Linked DNA regions of Oryctolagus cuniculus: region 2 is linked to region 1. A link is a contact called in public Hi-C data. All regions are on one chromosome and are shown on one strand. The core of a region is the stretch at or near the end of the contact, and the rest is flanking DNA. Distances in the headings are between cores, read along the strand shown. Region 1 overlaps RUNX1 (RUNX family transcription factor 1). Region 2 has its middle 78 kb from the start of CLIC6.

Region 1 (5,490 bases), core at 887-3,386:
CCATCCTCGTGGCCGGCGGTCCCCGGGGTGCCTTTAGGGTGACCCCAGGAGCCCTCGGTGGGCTCTGAGGGAAATGCATAGGAGCCGAAGCGACAAGGCGTCCCTGGCCTCGAACTTGCTGCAGGAGCCGGCGGCGCCCCGTGTCCGGACCCGACGCCATGGCCCCGGGACGCGGTCCGAGCCACGGGGGAGGCAGAAAGCGAGCTTTGGGAGTCAACATCTGAAAAGGGGTCTCTTCCAAAATCATTTTTAAGGAGAAACAAAGGGTAGTTTTCTTCCCGACTGCGTAAAACAAAGAAAATGCAGCCGCTGGGTGCTTGCGGCGCCCCGGGGCGCAAAAGGAACGGGCCGGGCCCACTCGGGGGGGAAGCGTGGAGGGCTGGGAGGAGCCGCGGACGAGTGGGCCCGGAGAGGGCGCCTCTCTCTGCCCCCGAGGACCCGGGGCACCGACGGTCCCAGGCCGCGGCGTCCAGAAAAAGGACTTCAGGGCGAGACCCCAGCCCGAGGGCTCCCCGAGGTCCAGCCGCCAGCTCCGGGCCGCGGCCGCTGCACTTGGCTCCGGCTGCCATTTCCTGTCTTCGCTCCCCCAAACTCAAGCTGCCACAGCAGTGACCCGAAGGCCGCCAGGCGGGCCCCGCGGAGCCCCGCGCCGTCGGGGCGTTCCGGGTGCACTGCGCGGTCGCCGGGCGCCCGGGGCGTCGAGCGAGGGCGGCTGCTGCCCCCTGGCGTCCGCCCCGAGCCCGCGGCCCGCAGCACCGACCCTGCGAGGGCAGCGTCGCGGCGCCCGGCAGAGGCCTCCGCGGCCGGCCCGCCACGCCACGCCACGCCACGGCCGCCGTCTCCCCCAGGCCCCGGCGGCGGCGGCGTGCCGCAACACCCCGTCCGCCCGGAGAGACGAGGCGGGCGGGAGAGTGGAAGTTGTAGGGCTCCGTGGGGAAGCTGAGGCAGCCCACGGAGGAGACGGAGTGCGGGGCCCCGGCGGGGAGAGACCCGGGCGCCGCGGGGACGGGCGCGGGGGCAGCTCCCGCCCGCCGCGAAGGCGGCGTGGGCTCGGCACCCGAGGGCGCTCGCGCGGGGGCCGTGTGCGGGGAAGGCGGAGGGTGGCTACGAGGCTCGGCTTTCTCCCCCGCCTGCGGGGGCAGGGAGCGAGCCAAGCGGGCGCTTGCAACTTTGAAGTCGCTGGTTGCTTGTGGGGGTGTGAGGGTCGGGGGCCGGGGGTCTCTGCAGAGGAGGAAACGCCTTCGATGGCCGCTCCGCGCACTCCGCCAGGGCGAGGCGCGCACGTAACCTAGCCGTGGCGCACTTCACGAAAACAAGCCCTGAGAGCGGAAAAATTAGAAAAAAAAAATGTTGCGGAGCTCCGGCTGGTCTTAGCTAAACCAAGTCCGCGCCACTTGGCCGCCGCTGCCCGCCGGGTCGGTCCTCCTCCCCGGGAAGCAGAGGCGTGCCGGTGGCCCGCCGCGCTGGCCCAGGTCGCCGGGTGGCCGCTGCGTCTTCCCCGGGGCGCGCGGGCTCGGCCCTGCCCGGAGCCCTGCCTGAGGCGCCGCTGCACGCCCTGCAGGCTCTCAGGAGCGGGTATGTGTGCGTGTGGACGCGTGGGCCTTGCGTGGGTGCGGGCGCTCCGGCCGCGCCGCTGCGGCCACCGCCTCCTCCCCGCCCGGGAGGCGTACAGTAGCGCGCGGCGGCGGCGGGGGCGCGCGGGCCAATTCCAGGAGCGGGCGGCCGCGAGCCGCGCCCTGGCTGATACCGGAAAGGCCCGTGATTGGCCGCCGGCCGCCCCTATGCAAACGAGCTGAGGGAATGGAATTCCTCGGGCCGGGCTTACAGTAAAAGCACGTCCATTTCCAGGCACTCTCATTCATAGAGCCAGCGGGCGCGGGCGGGACGGGCGCCCCGCAGCCGGACCCAGCCAGGGCACCACGCTGCCCGGCCCTGCGCCGCCAGGCACCTCGGCCCGGGGCTCCCGAAGAAAAGCCAGCAGCAGCCGCTCTGCTTCCCTGGGCCCTGCGTTGGAGCTTCCTTTTTTTTTTTTTTTTTTTTTTTCCTCCTTTCTGACTTTTGAATGAACTGGCGTCTTGGCTGGCGGTGAACTTTTTACACCCCCCCACACCCCACACCCCGGCTGTTTCCTTTGACTTCTGCGGGAGAAAGTGCGCGGTGGTCCGAGGCGGGCCCGCGAAGATGCGTGTGCGTGGGAGAGGGTGCGTGCGTGTGTAACCCGAGCCGCCCGCGGAGCCTCCTCCCAGGGCCCGCTCCACCTGCTGCGGTTAGGCGGTGCTCAAGGCCGGAGGAAGATCCTCTCTCTCTCTCGGAGCCGCCCGAGCCCGGGCTGACTCATCGAGGCGGTGTAGACAGCGGCTGGCTCCCGAAGAGTGCATGTCTGCGTGTGTGTGTGTCTCGACTGCGCGACCGACTCCCACGAAACCGCAGGATCCGCCGCGAACTTAACCAACACCCCCGACCCCAGTTCGCTGAGAGCGCTGTGCTCAGAGTGCCATCGACCTGGACTTCTCTTTTTTAGTCTTTTCAGGTTAGCTAGACCTCTTTGAAAAGCTGAATTTTCTGCACTGAGGGTTTTGCAAGAGAATATGACAAGCACTTCTGCCCAGCCCTGCTCCAACTACTGAAGCGGATTTCCAAGGCTACTTAGGAAAAAAAAAAATCTTCAGCGAACATTAATGGATTTCTGTTGTGTTTAAACTCTCTACAGATTCTATTGTAAATATTTTATGAAGTAGAGCATATGTATATATTTATATGTGCGTGTGCACATACGTTAGCGGCACGATTTTTGGAAGTCGCAGCCCTCGCTTTTGAAGACAGAAGCCAGCTTTTCATGGTCAAAAGTGGCGTTGTGTATGGAATATACGCGTCTATTTCGCAGTCTGTTGGGACGGTAAACAAAACTCACCTGCAAAACAAAAACAAACAGAAACAAACTGACAGGCGCTTAACTACTGGAACTTCCAAACCGTGTTTGCTGGTCATTTTGCTCTCTGCATACTTTTTTTTTTTTTTTAGGAAGTGTGTATGGTAATTTTGCCTCTGGGAACTTTTTTTGCTGGCTGCCAAAGACTGAACTTAAACTCTGAAGATAGTCTCTCTTTGGCGTTTGCTTTCTGGATTCTGGTCGCCTACTTTTCAGTGCCCTAAGCGGTCTGTCGCTGGGTGCCCTGCGGGGTCCAAGGCCGCCCGGAGAAGCCAGACAGTCCGCTCGCCCCAGACTGTTGGTAACCCGGGCTCCCCGACCTCCCCCAGGGCCCCCCGCAGCCACCGGGGCCCCTGGACTTGTATGCTGGTGTCCGGGGAGCTGCTAGCTGGAGACCCGCGCCCCCTGCGCCGTCCGGTGGGAGCCGTTTGCAGGGCCCTAACTCAGTCGGCTTGTTGTGATGCGTATCCCCGTAGATGCCAGCACGAGCCGCCGCTTCACGCCGCCGTCCACCGCGCTGAGCCCGGGCAAGATGAGCGAGGCGCTGCCGCTGGGCGCTCCGGACGCCGGCGCCGCCCTGGCCGGCAAGCTGAGGAGCGGCGACCGCAGCATGGTGGAAGTGCTGGCTGACCACCCCGGCGAGCTGGTGCGCACCGACAGCCCCAACTTCCTCTGCTCCGTGCTGCCCACGCACTGGCGCTGCAACAAGACCCTGCCCATCGCTTTCAAGGTACTGAGCCCCCGAGGGGGCGGCGGGGGCACGGGCGGAGGCCGGCCTGGGGCGGGGGGGAGGCCAGCGGCTTGGGCGGGCGGGGCCGCCGCTAACCCCGCGCGGCCCCTGGTCCAGCTCCCTGCGCCGGGGATGCGGGGATGCTGCGTTGCCGTGGCGACCCTCGGGCGGCGTCCAGGCGGGCCAAGAGGATGCGGATGGCCCCGGAGACGTCCGAGGAGGAACGCCCTAGGCAGGAGCCTTCCCTGAGAGTCAAAGTCGGAAAAAGTTGAAACCCAGCGGGTGCTGCGCCTCTAGCTCGGGGGTTGAGGCACCAACGAACCATTTTGCCTCTCTGAGCTGAAGGCTGCAGGAGAGGGAGAGAGAGAGAGAGATAAAGAGAGAGGGAGAGAGAGAGATTTCAGTGCCTTCGGTCTGTGCAAATAAGCCCCCCACCTCCCACCACCGCCGGTAGGGACGAGCGCGTCCAAAGTCCACGGCGAGCGTAATGAAGTTTGCACAAGTTGTGCGCGTTTCCAGCCCGCGGTAGCCAGAAGCCGCACGCAGCGACCCCAACTTCTGCCCTGCAGCCCTCCTGCTGCTCTGGGTCGTAGGCTCGCCTCGGCGGAGCCCGGGGGCCGAGAGCCGGGACGCCCCCCGGACCAGCCTCCCTGACGGAGGAGGGGGCGGCCGGGGCCCGGTCCCTCCGGCTGGGCAGCTGGCGTAGGCGCCCCTCCGGCCTCGGTCTTGCCCTAGCTCTGGGCCGCTTTTAAAAAGCTTGGCCTTCGACGGGAATATGTAAACAACCCCGGGCGTTTTTAAACAACCACGCCGCAACCCTGGCCGCAAGCTGTCGGATTTTCATTTCTGCGGTGGGGCCTTGGTCCTGGCGCCTTCGGTGGGGTGTAAGCCGCTCTGTAGAGGTGCGGTTTTCTCAGTACGATCCGTGCGGTCATTTCCTGTTCATTTAAAAGGCTAATGAAGCAGGTGATTGAAGCTGCACACACAGGGTAGCCTTTTTTTCTCTCTTTTTAAAATGTACTTGAATAATTGTCCCCTTTAAGGGGATATTAATTTAATATAAGCTTTTTCTAATTCCAAGGATTCGGCTGGATCTTGGTCTAATTACAATGAATAATGTTTACTGGAGTTCTTTTTCAGTTTTCCACCCTTTCCAAGCTGTGTGCGATTTCTAAAACAAACGGAACACAGTTTGCAAGCGGCCGCGGCTGCTGCGTTGGCCCCTTCCCCCGAGGGTTCTCTGAGAGCGCTTTGCAGTGGTTTGGGTTTGGGGTTTGGGGCTTTGCTTTGGTGGGGGTGGACTGGAAGTCAAAGGGAGCGGCCACTTGACGCTTCCCTCTTCCCTTCCTCTGGTTTATTTAGATCTGAGTTTGGGAGCCCATTGCGATTTCGAATCATTCTAATCCCTTTGCATAAACAGACTCAGCTGGAGAAGCAGGACCTGCTGGGGTCGGGCCTGGGTCCCTTTCAGAGGAGGGCAGGGAGAAGACAAGCCGGCAGTCGACCCAAGAGCCTCCCAAGCCGATGCCCCTTGCACACCAGCCTGCTGGGGACTCCCGACTGCTTTTTTTGGGAGAAAACAGGGTCTCTCTGACTCTCTGCCAGGGAGCCCATACCCAAAGTTACCAAAATGCCAAATGGTTAGTAAAGAACCATCAGGTGTCCGGTTGAGTCAGTGCATGAAAGTATTTACTTTCTTCCAAAACAGTGACATACAAACTGCTTTTATGAGCCATCAGAAATCATAATATCCACAGACATTTCCTTTGAAAAGTGACTGTTGGTGGTTCACTTTTTAAAAAGATTTTGGATTTGTTTCACCTACGGATAG
Region 2 (5,017 bases), core at 568-3,067, 140 kb after region 1:
CCACGCCCCCTCCCAACCTAAGACAACCACTCAGAGGTGGTTGTTTGCTGCCCCCTGGAGGATCTTCTGAGCATAGCATGTATACTGACCCACACAAATGATGTGTCCAGTAATGGGAAGAAAACAGACGTTTTTGTCAGGAGTATCTGGCACGGCCCACGGCTTCTTAAAGAGAGGAAAATATTAACCCAGAGCATAAGAACTCTCTTTTCAGTCAAAACCTAGACGGACCGTGTCGATACTGAGTTAACAAGTTCCATGGGCGAATGCCTTCCGAATGAAATGAGAAGGCTCCGGAATTAATGGGTGAGCCCCCCCCCCTTCATACATCAGAGAATAAAGGAAGGTAATTGCCCTCGATATTTATTTGTGATTTGCCAAAACCAAGGCAAGGAGGCTTTGAAGAAGTCAAGATCTGATTATAATTCCAGGCTTGGTGCCAATAGGATAAATCGTCTGGCAACTCCGTGCAGAGTTAAGGACTCTGTTTGCACCCGATGCTAACGGCCCGGCATGGCACAAAGCCTCAGGAAGCCCTGGGAAGGGGGTGTGCTGCCTATGTCACTGATCACACTCAGGGTCGTGACCCTCCAGGGACAGCCGTGTCCCTACACTGACGAGGATCCCTAAGACGGCTTCGGCAGGGAGGTGTCTGCTCTCTGACCACGTGGAAGGCAGCCTGGTCTCCATGTTCTCTCAATTTAGGGCTCTGGGCTGGCCTGGCTGGGGCCTTCTTACCCTGGACACAAACTTCTAAGTGAATGAATAAAAGACCCCAACACATACACACACAGGCATGTGCAAAGTGTACGTTCCACGCCATTCATTCTCTCTTCAATTGGATGCTAGGTTTCCAGAAATTTCTACTTTGCCAGACTTGGAGTTGCATGGAATGCACTGGGAATAGGGTGTGCAGGGCACCCCAGCGACTTGGTTAGGAAGACTTCTCCACACTGGGAGCCGGGTCTGAGTGAGCACCCTTGAGGGCACTGGGGAACAGGCAGGAACCAGGTGCACGAGCCCAGCTAACCAGACCTGAGCCGGAGGGAGAGGACAAACGGTGGGAAACAGCTGGAGCCAGGACATGGCTAGGTGGGCTCCTCTCTCCACGCCCCCAGAGCTCAGGCGGGTGAGCTGCCGGCTGGAGGAGGGGTCTGTGGCCAGGGACGCCCAGCCCTGACACACAGACACAGTGGTGTATGCCCTTTAGATAATGGAGCCACAGCCACTGGAGCCTGGCACTGCCCAGGGGCTGCAGATGATGGGGAGGGGGTGTCCAGGCCAAAGAAGGCAGCTCCCGACCCCAGCTGCTGGCCGTGCCAGCCCTATCCAGCTGATGCCCAGAGTGACCCGAATCCGTCCCGGAGAGTCCGGCCTTAGACAGTGTCGCTGCCCGTCATGCCGCAGGCTGGCCAAAACCGCAGGGGGAGAAAAAAATCCAATAACCAAATCCTGGTGACCCCACCCTGTCTGAGTTACTCAGAACTCACTGGCTGGGGTCCAGGGTGCAGAGCGAGTCGGGCTGAAGACTGTCCAAACTCCATTTTCAATTGAAAATGGAACCAAGTCAGCCAAGACAAACCTAGGGCCCTGAGTTTGTAGCAGCAGCTACCACGGCGAAGACACAGTCGTAAGGGGCCCTGGGTGGGTCCCCACCACCCTGGGGATGTTGACACACCCGCACGTGGGTGCTGCTCCAGCTGTCCTATGGAAGCTTATTCACGACAAAACCCCTCGATGGTCCAGAGACTGCTAAGCGCTTTGTAACCGTTGAGGTAACAAAGGCACAAAAATGCCAGGTGACTCACCTAAGCGCCCACTGTAAATGGCCGGGCAGGTTTGGACCCGTTTATCTGGTTCTTCTGCGTGCAATGCTTCTGAGCCTGGTGCAAAGTGTGAATGCGAGAGTGATGGGGAATGTGGTTTGGAGAGTGCGGCTTGCGGGGACAGCTGCACAGGCGGGGACAGCTGCACAGACGCGACCCTGGCTGTCCGTGGACGGTAGGGCTTGGTCTTGCTGAGAACAATCAGGATCTCTGTCAGGCTGCTGGGGGTGGGAGTAGGGTTGGGGGCAGTGCACCCGGGACCAAGCTGTGTGTCCCAAATGCCATGGGTTTGGATCATCCACGCCAGAGGCAGGACACCTCTGGAGCAGGTGTTCATTTGGACCAGCCCTGCAGGGGGTACCACACCTGGGGCTGGGACTTGGGAATATTCGTGCGGTTGGGTCAGGCAAGGCTCCCAAGGGGAGGCACTGAGGAGCAGGAGGATTTAGGCTTGAAGAAGGAATACTGGGGCTGTGCCCAGGGGTCATGGCCATGCCATGAGAAATAAGACACCCCTGTTGAAGACAACAAGATTTGACACTGGGACAGGAGGAACTATCCTGGGGAGGGGCGGGGCTTGGAAAGCAGCCCCCCCCCCCACCAGGGATCGCACTGATGCAGCCCCTCACCCACTTGGGGCACCCTCTCCAGATGCAGGAACCAAGGTGGGGTGAGAAGGGATCTGGCCGCATAGACGGCTCCAGGTTCCCATGTTCCACTGGGGCACTAACGGTGTGTGGTTGTAGCCAATACTTGCTCCAACCAGGGTGTGGCCACGTCACCAATATTTGGTGCCTCAAAGACTTGAGGTGACATCTTGAGCCGCACTTGTCACCATGCTTTGTGTTCACTGCCCATACCCACTCCCTACATAGGGAGCACTTGGGGACAACTCAACTCACAGCGTGGACAGGTGGAGGACTCAGGCTCTTGGCTGTCTCTGGGCCCTGCTGCACAAAGAATTTGATTTCTCTGAACTTTGTCTTCTCTGGAAGATGAACATCTTGAGGCCAGGCTCGTTTATTGGGTAGAAATTTGAAAAGATCGATTAGAAAAATATATACAATGATAATTTATAACGCTGGTCTCTTGTCAGAATTTCTAGCCTCTTCTATATAAAGTCTGCCTGTCTGTCTGTCTATCTACCTACCTATCTACTGTCTGTCATCTATTTATATCATCTATCAATCAAGCAACTATCTCTCATCTACCTCCACTCTAGCAATCGCCATCAATATCCTCTGTCAATAATCTAGCGTTTATCTACTGTCAGAGAAGGGGAACCCGGAGGGGCACCTGCAGCTGACACTAAGTCTGCAGAACGAGCCTGGGAGGTGCCCACCTGCCAGCTGGTGCACCAGGGTCAAGGGCTGGCCAGCCGCTCAGGTGCTGCTCCCTGACCCACAGTCACGGCCCCTTGGGGGCGATGGAAGCCGGAGACCGGAGCGCGCCTGAGAAAACACACAGGCCAAGTGGGCCCTTTGGTTCCAGGACACTCGGGGCAGGTTGGGGCCATCTTTCTTCCCTCCCTCCTCCAGCCCTGGGCAGGCTGTGGGGCACCAGGCAACTAAAGCTCAGTAACTCTCCCTGGGGGGACAGAGCAGGAGCAGGTGGCCCATTGCTGGGCTCTGAGGGCCACTCAGCTCTCCAGGCTTCCTCGGGAGCTGTAAGAAGGCACAGGGACCAGGACAAGCAGCTGCCCATGCTGTGTCACCCCCCTGCCCACTCCTTCCCCCTGAGTGCCGAGATGCTGCACCTGCCGGTGCAGGTCATTGTGCCGGGAGCCCCTTTCTGGCACTGGCTACGTCCTGTTGCACGTCAGACCCTGCTTATCAGCAGTTCTCCCCTAACTCCAGGACGCACCCACACAGGGGAAGGCATTTCATTGAGTTAGGGGCAAAGCTGCGTACCTGGGGTCAGACACACCTCCCACCCAGCCCCGGACCATTGCGTCCTATCCTGACGGTCATGGAGAGGGAGTGATGCTATCAGGAGCAGCACCGCCCAGTTCAGAGTTCCAGCCTGGGATCCTCGTTGCCTGCGCATCGCCCACAACACAGATACAGCCCTCCTGGCTCACAGTTCCTGGGGCAGATGCATTGCAGCTGGGCACCCAGGAAGCTGCAGGCATGCGTGAGCGAGGAAGGAAGAGACTGAGGCTAAGATGACCTTGCTCAAGGCACACAGCCCTGCTGTCTCCAATTACTACTGCACAACTTCAGGAGGCCCAGGCCTCTTCTCTGCCTTCCAACCACAGACAGGCACCTCTGTACACTAGACATCGGGGGTGGCTCCAAATCTTGGAAGGCCCAAGGTCTCCAGCATCATAGGGCAGACAGGCTCCAGGGCAACCAGCTCTACTTTGCAGGAAAACTCAACAGAAAGACCCCATAAAGCTTCCATGTTCTGTTCCTTTCCTGCCCACTAGACCAGAGCTGCTTTAAAAAAAATTTTTTTTTGAAAGTCAGAGTTAGAGAGAGAGAGAGAGAGAGAGATCTTCCATCCACTAGTTCACTCCCCAAATAGTAGCAATGGCCAGGGCTGTGCCAAGCCAAGAGCTTCCTCAGGTTCTCCAATGTGGGTGCAGGGGCACAAGCATTTGAGCTATCTTCTGCTGCTTTCCTAGGCACTTTAGCAGGGAGCTGGGTTGGAAGGACTTGAACCGGCACCCATATGAGCAGTGGCTCAACCTGACATGCCACCATGCCAGCCCTCTAGGCTGCAGCTTCTTAACCTGGGCCCTACGCAAACTTTTCAGGCTTCCATATCTCTTCACATGTGTGTGTATTTGGGGAGAGAGAACCTTATTTCTATTTTAAGTGACAGAGAAGGAGAGAGACAGAGAGCTACCATCCATTAGTTAATTCCCCAAATGCCCACAATGACCAGGGTGTGTGCCCAGGCCAAAGCCAGGAACCAGGAACTCAATCGAGGTCTCCCACGAGGGCGGCAGGGGTCCCACTACATGGCCATCACCACTGCCTCCCAAGACCTGCATTAGCAGGAAGCTGGCGTCAGGAGCCAGAGCCGGGTATCAAACCCAAGTACACCTGTGGGACAGGAGGCTTAACAACTGGGATAAACGCCCACCCCAAAGACAGCCTTTCAGAGGAGGAAGAGTGACTGCTCTGACAGCAATGCTCCCCTCAGAGACCACCACAGCTGGTCACCGTGTCAGGGCAGTGGAGGGT

Evidence for each region. A called contact is a pair of places that touch in the nucleus more often than the background predicts.
Region 2: a Hi-C map of an unstated tissue shows a contact between it and region 1, with 5 times the contacts expected there. The contact joins two enhancer-like sites. A contact is called at or near these places in 4 of 6 Hi-C or Micro-C datasets (ear pinna, embryonic fibroblasts, psoas muscle and 1 more).

What each region holds. Positions count from the first base shown.
Region 1 is chr4:10,181,990-10,187,479 of mOryCun1.1, forward strand. It overlaps RUNX1 (RUNX family transcription factor 1), which reads left to right. Exons shown (of 7, transcript XM_051833591.2): 3 at 3,406-3,659. Among named protein-coding and RNA genes, the nearest start is that of RUNX1, 160 kb to the left of the region's middle. Within about 2 kb of position 2,137, at least 5 of the 8 cell types and tissues checked have an H3K27ac peak or open chromatin away from gene starts, as enhancers often do.
Region 2 is chr4:10,322,899-10,327,915 of mOryCun1.1, forward strand. No RefSeq gene overlaps it. Among named protein-coding and RNA genes, the nearest start is that of CLIC6, 78 kb to the right of the region's middle. Within about 2 kb of position 1,818, at least 1 of the 8 cell types and tissues checked has an H3K27ac peak or open chromatin away from gene starts, as enhancers often do.